Regions from separate parts of the Mus musculus genome. Here region 1 is linked to region 2. A link is a contact called in public HiChIP or PLAC-seq data. All regions are on one chromosome and are shown on one strand. The core of a region is the stretch at or near the end of the contact, and the rest is flanking DNA. Distances in the headings are between cores, read along the strand shown.

What was found. HiChIP or PLAC-seq counts read pairs in DNA pulled down with a chosen protein or histone mark.
Region 1: an HNF4G HiChIP or PLAC-seq map of pancreatic cancer cells shows a contact between it and region 2. The contact joins the promoter of Abhd14a here to the enhancer-like site in region 2. A contact is called at or near these places in 1 of 39 promoter capture datasets (macrophages), 4 of 115 datasets of contacts at active chromatin or transcription factors (bone marrow-derived macrophages, embryonic stem cells and pancreatic cancer cells) and 3 of 9 other capture datasets (adipose tissue, liver and pancreatic islet).

The regions. Positions count from the first base shown.
Region 1 is chr9:106,445,311-106,449,076 of GRCm38.p6, reverse strand. Abhd14a (abhydrolase domain containing 14A) reads left to right here and starts at 1,399. Exons shown (of 6, transcript NM_001110271.2): 1 at 1,399-1,546; 2 at 3,243-3,551. It overlaps Abhd14b (abhydrolase domain containing 14b), which reads right to left and starts at 437. Exons shown (of 4, transcript NM_029631.3): 1 at 368-437.
Region 2 is chr9:106,392,906-106,396,483 of GRCm38.p6, reverse strand. The region is part of intron 2 of Gm33616 (a long non-coding RNA gene); the gene reads left to right. Among named protein-coding and RNA genes, the nearest start is that of Gm46131, 20 kb to the left of the region's middle. Within about 2 kb of position 1,668, at least 40 of the 459 cell types and tissues checked have an H3K27ac peak or open chromatin away from gene starts, as enhancers often do. A contact at or near this core is called in bone marrow-derived macrophages and pancreatic cancer cells, where this site is marked.

The DNA.
Region 1 (3,766 bases), core at 150-2,649, 53 kb before region 2:
CTAGTAATACAGGCAGGAGATCAAGTTTGTTTGGGACGAAGGCCCTTTTTCCAGAAGCAGAAACACATGCACCGGTCAGCAAGGACTTTGGAGTTCCTGACTGCCAGGGACGCGGGGTGCTCAGCGCGCTAGCCGCTGGAGCCCAACCAGTTGACGCTGCGGTCACCCGCGCTGCCAAGGCTCCCCGGCTCACTGGCCACAGTTCCAGAACCCTGAGTCTGTCTGGAGGAAGCAAGGGAAGGAGGGGTAGCCTGGAGAGGGAAGGAGAGGTGACCTGGAGAGCCGAGATGAGAAGCCTGGGGGCAGGTGGGTTCTGAGTGGAGACGCCAAGAGAGGGAGTCGAGAGTACAGGAAATGTGCGTGGTACCTGGAAATGTGCGTGGTCTTCCGCAGGAGAATGGCGTGTGCTATTGACGGGTGGGGAGAGAAGTAGGAAAGGGGTGGGGACAGGAGGTGGGGACAGGCCTAGGCGTTCCAGGCGCCCTCTCTTGGTCACAAGCTGCCACTAGGCTCGTCTGCACCTTAACCCTTCGTTCTTTGATCAAACTTGTTTTCCCAAGCCCACCTCCACCCCATGTGCACCAAAAACAGGGTTGAAGATCTCGAAACAGTCAGCGAACTGCATCCTCATTGATCTGCTCCACAGATCATTTCCACACAGAAATGGCTTGACTTAACGGGCGAAATATTTCTGGTATCTTTGCTGTTTTCCCCAACCCCCAACCTCCCATCCCATCCCATCCCTCACCCTGAGTCAGGACAGTACATGACGAGTTGTACACCTGTCATAAAGCTGACATGCTACATATCTGAGTGGAAGGCTCCGCCAAAGTTCGGCCAGGTGACATCGGAGTGTGTTCTGAGCCTGTAGAATGAATCCGGTTAATGCCAACTTTGGCGAGGTACCAAATGAGTAGTGAATCTTTTGCACCCTTCCTGGCCTCCCTGCCCCAAAGTCTGGTTGCAACACAGAGGCCTGAACCTGGGACAGACCAGACGTTGATCACAGGTTGCCAACCAAAAATAAATGTCCTGAGCAGACCAGACTTAGAAGACACCTTAAGCTCTGACCCGTCTGGGGAATGGGGCGAGTAAAGAAAATGCTTGGGCAGAAGTCTGGAGCTGCTGCATCATCTGGCATTAACGCTAGGAGAGCTTGGTGCCAAGAACTCTTCTGAGACCTGACCTGTCCTTAAGTTCCATGACATCCTTACACAGCGTGTCTTTCCTAAACCCCATTTTGCAAACAAACCTGCGGAAATTGATGAACCGGGTGACTTTCCACAGGCTCTCAGGCCAATAACAATTCCTAAAATCTGGGCTGAGAGGGGCGGGCCTCGGTGCTTTAGGGCACCGCCCCACGTTCTTCCCTGGTAACCAGGCTTGGCCTGCAGCTGCGTACTGCGCAAGCGCGCCTGGGTGGCTGGACTTTAGCCGTCTGGTTACCAAGGAGGCTGTACCACAGCCGCTAGGCTGTTTGGCAGTTGGTTCCGCCTAGGCCGGGCCCCGCCTCACCGGAGCCTTTCTGGTCACTCCTGTCCACGCGGTGAGTGTCCCCAGAGAAGGAGGCCCTCAGGTTGTCCCCGGATCAGCCATCCTTGTCCCTGCCGCTTGGGGCAGAGTCCTTTGGAAGGCGCAAGCGCGGGGCAACACGTGTACAGTTTTCCTGTGCCCCTGGGCACGCGAGTGTCTGTGTGTTTTGGAAGGTCTGGGTATAAGTGCTTCTCTTCGCATTGGCGGCGGGGGGCTGGGATAGCGGGGGCTGGGGTAGTGTTTTCCGGTCTGCATGCCTGCTTGCATGTCTCTTCTGTGTTTATCTCTGCATCTGACTGTGTGTATTTCCGAAGGTTTGTGTGTGTCCTTCAGTTGGTGCGTTTCTTTCCCCGCCTGCCCCGCAGGTCCTTGTTTGCTAGTAGTTTGTTTTCCCCTAGGTCTTTTTTCTTAAAACATTTATATTGGTGGTGGCACATAAGGAGGTCAAGTCCAGACTTGCTGGAGTCCATTCATCCTTCCACTACTGTGAATTAATTCCAAGGATAAAAGTCAGATCGTCAGGCTTGCAGCAGGTGCCCTTCACCTGTAACTCTTGCCCTTTTAGTATTTCATTTATTTCGGGGGATGTGTATGGAGCTCAAAGGGCAGTTTTGGGAATTGTTTCTTTGCTTTCACCCTATGGGTCCTGAATTTCCAACTTCCATACCTGTGTGTGGGTTGTTTTTTGTTTTTTTTTTTTTTTTCTCCGAGACTGTGTCTATGTGACCCTGGCTGACCTGGAACTGCCTATGTAGACCAAGCTGGCTTCAAATTCATGGAGATCCTCCTGCCTCTGGCTCCTGAGTACTGTGATTAAAGCCATTGAAGCCATGGGCCACCTGCCTGACTTCCATATGGTTTTGAAATCCTATGTGTCCATCCTGATAACAAAAACCTTATTTTGGGTCACAGAATAATGTCCTGTGACAAAATATTTCCTGGGGAGAGAAAACACACATCTACTTATCCCAGATAGGGAGCCCATGACAGTCCACAGTACGGATACCACCAAAGTCCAACTTGGTGAACCAATGATTTTTATTGGGGTTACTTACAGAAATACAGATAAGGGATTACTTATGGGAGCAGAAAGGACTCAAAGACAGCTATGTCACCAAAGCCCGAAACAGGGGTGACAGTTCACAAAACGTGGACACACCGCACAGCCAGCAGGCAGCTCTCCTGGTTGGGGAGTGTCTTTCCCAAGTGCCTCAGCTGGTGTGAACCTATTGTAGGCAGCTCGGCTGGTTTCTGCTTCTTTGGGGAGCTGGCGTGCTCTCGGAGGAGGCTTCTTTGCAGCTTAGCTTTATGTGGTGGGAGAGGGGTTCTCTCTCAGCTTTTGTGGTTTACTCTGGCAGGGAGGGCTCTAGTGAATCTGATCAGTTTCAGGGGAGTTCTTGAAGCTGATTTCTGGCTGTTCACCTCCCTGCTTAAGGAGCTCCTCTGCAGCATGAAATATTTTGACTTTGGAAGAGACTGTTAACGCACCCATGTATGGGATTTATGGGTGTTAGTGTACAAGTGTGACTGCATAAACCAAATGGGTGTGCAAAGAGGCTATGGTACATTTAGGGGATAGCTTCTTGAAAAGTGTGTGGAAGCCAGGCTCTTGTGTCTGTTATGAGTGTGTGCACACTGTGTGCTGTGGAAGAGGGGCATTTCGGTAACCAGAGCAAGCACAGTTTACCTCCAACCTCTTCCACCCGCAGTGCAGTCTGCATCAGAACCCCTACAGTTGTCTAGTCTTGGGCACCCAAGTTGCCATGGCAACGAGTGAAACCCCACCCCTTGACCCTGAAAGAAGGATGGGACACTAAGAGTGGTCCATCCGGATGTTCCGCCTCTTGGGAAAGCTGCACTGGAGACAGGCAGCCTTGGCTGCTCCAGGTTAGGAGGAAGAGTGTGCTCTTTCTGCACCCGGCTCCTGATTTTCTATCAGCACTGGAAGATCTGCTGAAGCCCACGCACAGCCTGACTTCGGAGCTAGGGAGTGAGGCCTGCAGAAGAGTTCCACAGAGGTGGGTGTGGCCCCAGGTGGGCCCCAGCTCCTAGCCCTACCCCACACACTTTGTTTACACTCAGTAAAGATGCACCCAGAATCCCAGAGTAAGACAAGCACGGTCGTCTCAGGCCCAGCAAATGATGACGGGGACACCCCATCTCCAACAGCTTAGGTGGAGTGTATTGTGTAAATCTCCCAAGAAGCTTGGGCAGGTACCACCAGGAAGTTATC
Region 2 (3,578 bases), core at 419-2,918:
GAACTCACTCTGTAGACCAGGCTGGCCTCGAACTCAGAAATCTGCCTGCCTCTGCCTCCCGAGTGCTGGGATTAAAGGCGTGAGCCACCACCACCTGGCCTGCTGGGTCTCCATTAAAAAAAAAAAATGACAGTGGCCTCTTTGGAAGCCTTGGATTTCAGAGATGGGGAAGGGGAGGAGGATGGACTCTTCTAGCTGGAACCAGACTTATCATCCCCCTAGCGTGAACAATTGCAGCCCTCTCTCCTGACATCCCTAAGGGTTACTGCATTCAGATGTTAGAGGAGGCTAGACCTCAGGATCCAGGGAAAGTCTTAGGGAGAAAAATCTGAACTTCTTCCATGTTCTAGTATTCAGGCAGTAGACTTAACCCAAAAATATTTCCCTTTGAGTTCATCTGACAGGCAATAGAAGTCCCAGGGGGCTGGGGAGGGGGGGCACTGGGGCTTACAACTATCTATTTTCTCGGGGACTCTATATCCTCTTTCTTTATCCTGGGCCTAGATGAGAAGGCATGAAGGTCTAGCATGGGATCAGAAAGGTCCCTGGGCCTCAGAAGGGAGCTTGTGGTCATTATGGTCATGCAGAAAGAATCTCACAGATCTGATGGGTGGGTGCCAGTCTGACAGCCACAGGCCCCTGGAGGCCCCTATACTGAGTTATTCTTCCTTCAATCTGGCCAGGGCCCTCCACCCGCACTCCAAGATGGGCTTGCATGGACTGGAAGTTATGGGAAGGATTTTTGCTACCTGACATTGGTTGAATGACCTGACATTAAGCCACGGGGAGACACAGGCCTCCGATCTTTAGGACACACGTGCTTTCTTTGGCTGGGCCCTGAACCAGAAGTCAGAGCAATCCCCTCACAGAAAATTCTTAGCCTTGGGAAGTGGCTCTGGTCTTTGCATGGGGAAGCAAAGGTGCTCCTGGCTGCAGGGCACAGACAGACAGACAGACAGACAGACAGAGCCAGCAGGTCTCCTCAGGGGACAGAGCGGCCATGTGATCACAGGACAACCCAAGAAACCTAGAGGAAAGCACGCTCTGCTCTGGCTCTGCTCCAGATGCTGGCTGAGCTCGGTTTTCTGGTACTCTCTTGTTTAATTAATTCTCATGACCCTGGGAGATTTGCACAATTATTAATCCCTGTTTACAGATGAGGAACAGAGGCCCAGAGGGGGCTAAACCCTGCCTGGCATCACAGAGCATCAATAATCCTCATGCCCGGTGCACACACTCACAGGGACTGACACTCCCCAGGGCGTCCCTCACTGCTTAAGAGCACAGTCCTGGCGAGGGGGTTTGGGCCAGCAACATCCCCGGGGTGGAATCCTGGGGACTTAATGTGCCCCACCCAGGTCCCTTCCACAGGATACCAATCAGATGGGTGCAGCAATTGGTAGTGGGACCAAGACAAGGCAGAGAGGTGACCCAAGCCCCTCGCTAGAGGAAAACTGGTTTCAGCAAGGTGGATCAGCCCTCCGGAGCACGCCTGTGATTCTAGCTGAGGCAGGCATTGAATACATATCCAGGAGGCCATGCTGTGGACAGACAGCCCAAGAAGTGCTCTCGGGGGCCCTTTAAGTGCCTGCATACACACAGATCCCCCACTAGGGGCCCCTCACTTTCTCTCTGTCTACTGGGGCTCTGCATCCTTGCTGTGGACAAAGGGAGAAGAGCAGAGAACTGAGACCCAGGAAGTATCCTGACTTGGGCTGCAGGGCTGGCCCAGACATGACTGGCAGCTTAAGAACCTTCACCTTGCTGTTCCTCAGCTCCTTTCTCTTCCCTCCCAGTCACTCCTCCACCCCCACCTCCTTACTCTGGACCCTCTTACCCCTCCTCCTCTCTGTCACCTCTGATACTCCTCTGACACAAGTTAAACACAGTGTCCTCTTCTACCCCTGGGCATCTGTCTGGGGGTAGAGTTGCCTGAGCCTCACTCCAGCTGGGCTTCATGCTTGCCTTGGGCTGAGCTTGAATAGGAAGGAACACGGAACCACAGGGCTCGGCATCTATGTCCTGGAGCAGTTCTAAGCCTGGTTGCATCATGGAAAGACAGAAGATGCTCAAGGGGGGAGGGGTATAGCATCAGAAGCTAGAGAGAAAGGGTTGAAGCTTCACTGGTGAAAGGGAGGCTGAAGAGGGCCATGCTCAAAGCCAAGGCTTTCCAGTGAATAGGTTAACACGTTGGGGGCTTCCCATCTCTGCCACCAGCCCAAACACCTTCCTGAGTACTTCCTGTGGCCCAGGAGACCAAGGTGAGGCAAGTCGCTTCTGAAACAAACTCCCTATGGCCTTTGGCCAGTTAGGGCTTTGTACTCAGCTCAGTTTCTCTATCTGTCAAATGGGACAAGGGATGGGAGAGTGTGGGAAGTCGGCCTCAGGGATATCCACCCGGACCAAGAAGACGATCAATGGGCTAAGCCTGGTGGTGCATGTCTTTAATCTAGCTCTCAGGAGGCGGAGGCAGGAGGATCTCTGTGAGTTCAGTGCCAGTCTGGTCTACATAATTATTAGCTCCAGGACAGTCAGAACTATGTAGGAAGTTCTTGCATAATAACAAACAAACAAACAAACAAACAGGACAAGTCGTGCCAACTACAGGTCTGTCACAGCCAAACCGCATTCATCACAGCCTCCTTGGTCTCCTTTCATTTAAATACTGCAATTTACTTCACTCAGCCTGGCCTGAGATCACTTAGCTGGTGCCAAGATCTGATAGGGCTGCTTCTTGGTAATCTGCGGCCCGAGTGCAGTGCGGGCTGCCAAGGACCTGGCTGAGATGGGGCCGCTGGAACCCACTGGCCTCTGTGAGCCCTGTGCCCGCCACTCTCACTGCTGCTCATCTCAGCTTGGTGAGGCTCAGAGCAACTCCGAGAAGCAGCCACAAGGGCTACTGGCCTCTAGTCACCAGCAGGTCCCAAAGCCCAAGGCCCACGCCAGGCGTGACCCCTCTTCAGCCATGCCGTGCTTTTGCCTTCTTTGCCAAATGGCCGCTGACCAACCCTATCCCAGTGTTGCCCCTTCAGGTTTTTCTTGACCTCCCCACTCATGACAGGAATGAGACTCACTTCTCAGCGGGCTCAGACTCCATTCCCATGCTTTGAATTCCACCCCCCCCCCCCAGGGGCCTCTCTGCCCGGTGTCAGGTCTGGTGGACAAGAAGCATGTCACGTGGTGCAGGGAGCAAAAAGGTCCAGGGCAAGGGACCATGGAGAGCTTCCTCTAACTCCTAACTTTGATCTTTACCTGCTAGGGTATAGGGCAGAGCAGGCAAAGATGAGCCTCAGCCTGGAGTCTCCAGGCTAGCGCTGGCCCCTTTCTCCAAAGGAAGGAGGAAGCTGCCATGGTTGATCAGAAGCAGGCCTCCTATTGTCTCAGTGCTGGCGATCCCTCATCCTCTGGGGGCTGGGGTGGCAGGGCAAGGAATCCATTCATGTTGGTGACTTCTCTGGGAGCCTGGCCAGCCCCACGTGCAGGCTGGAGAGCAATGGTTGAGCATTCTGCCGCAACTGGGGGAGGGGGACAAGGCAGGAGCTGCACCTGTGTCCCAGGGACGGTCAGGGTCTGGATAG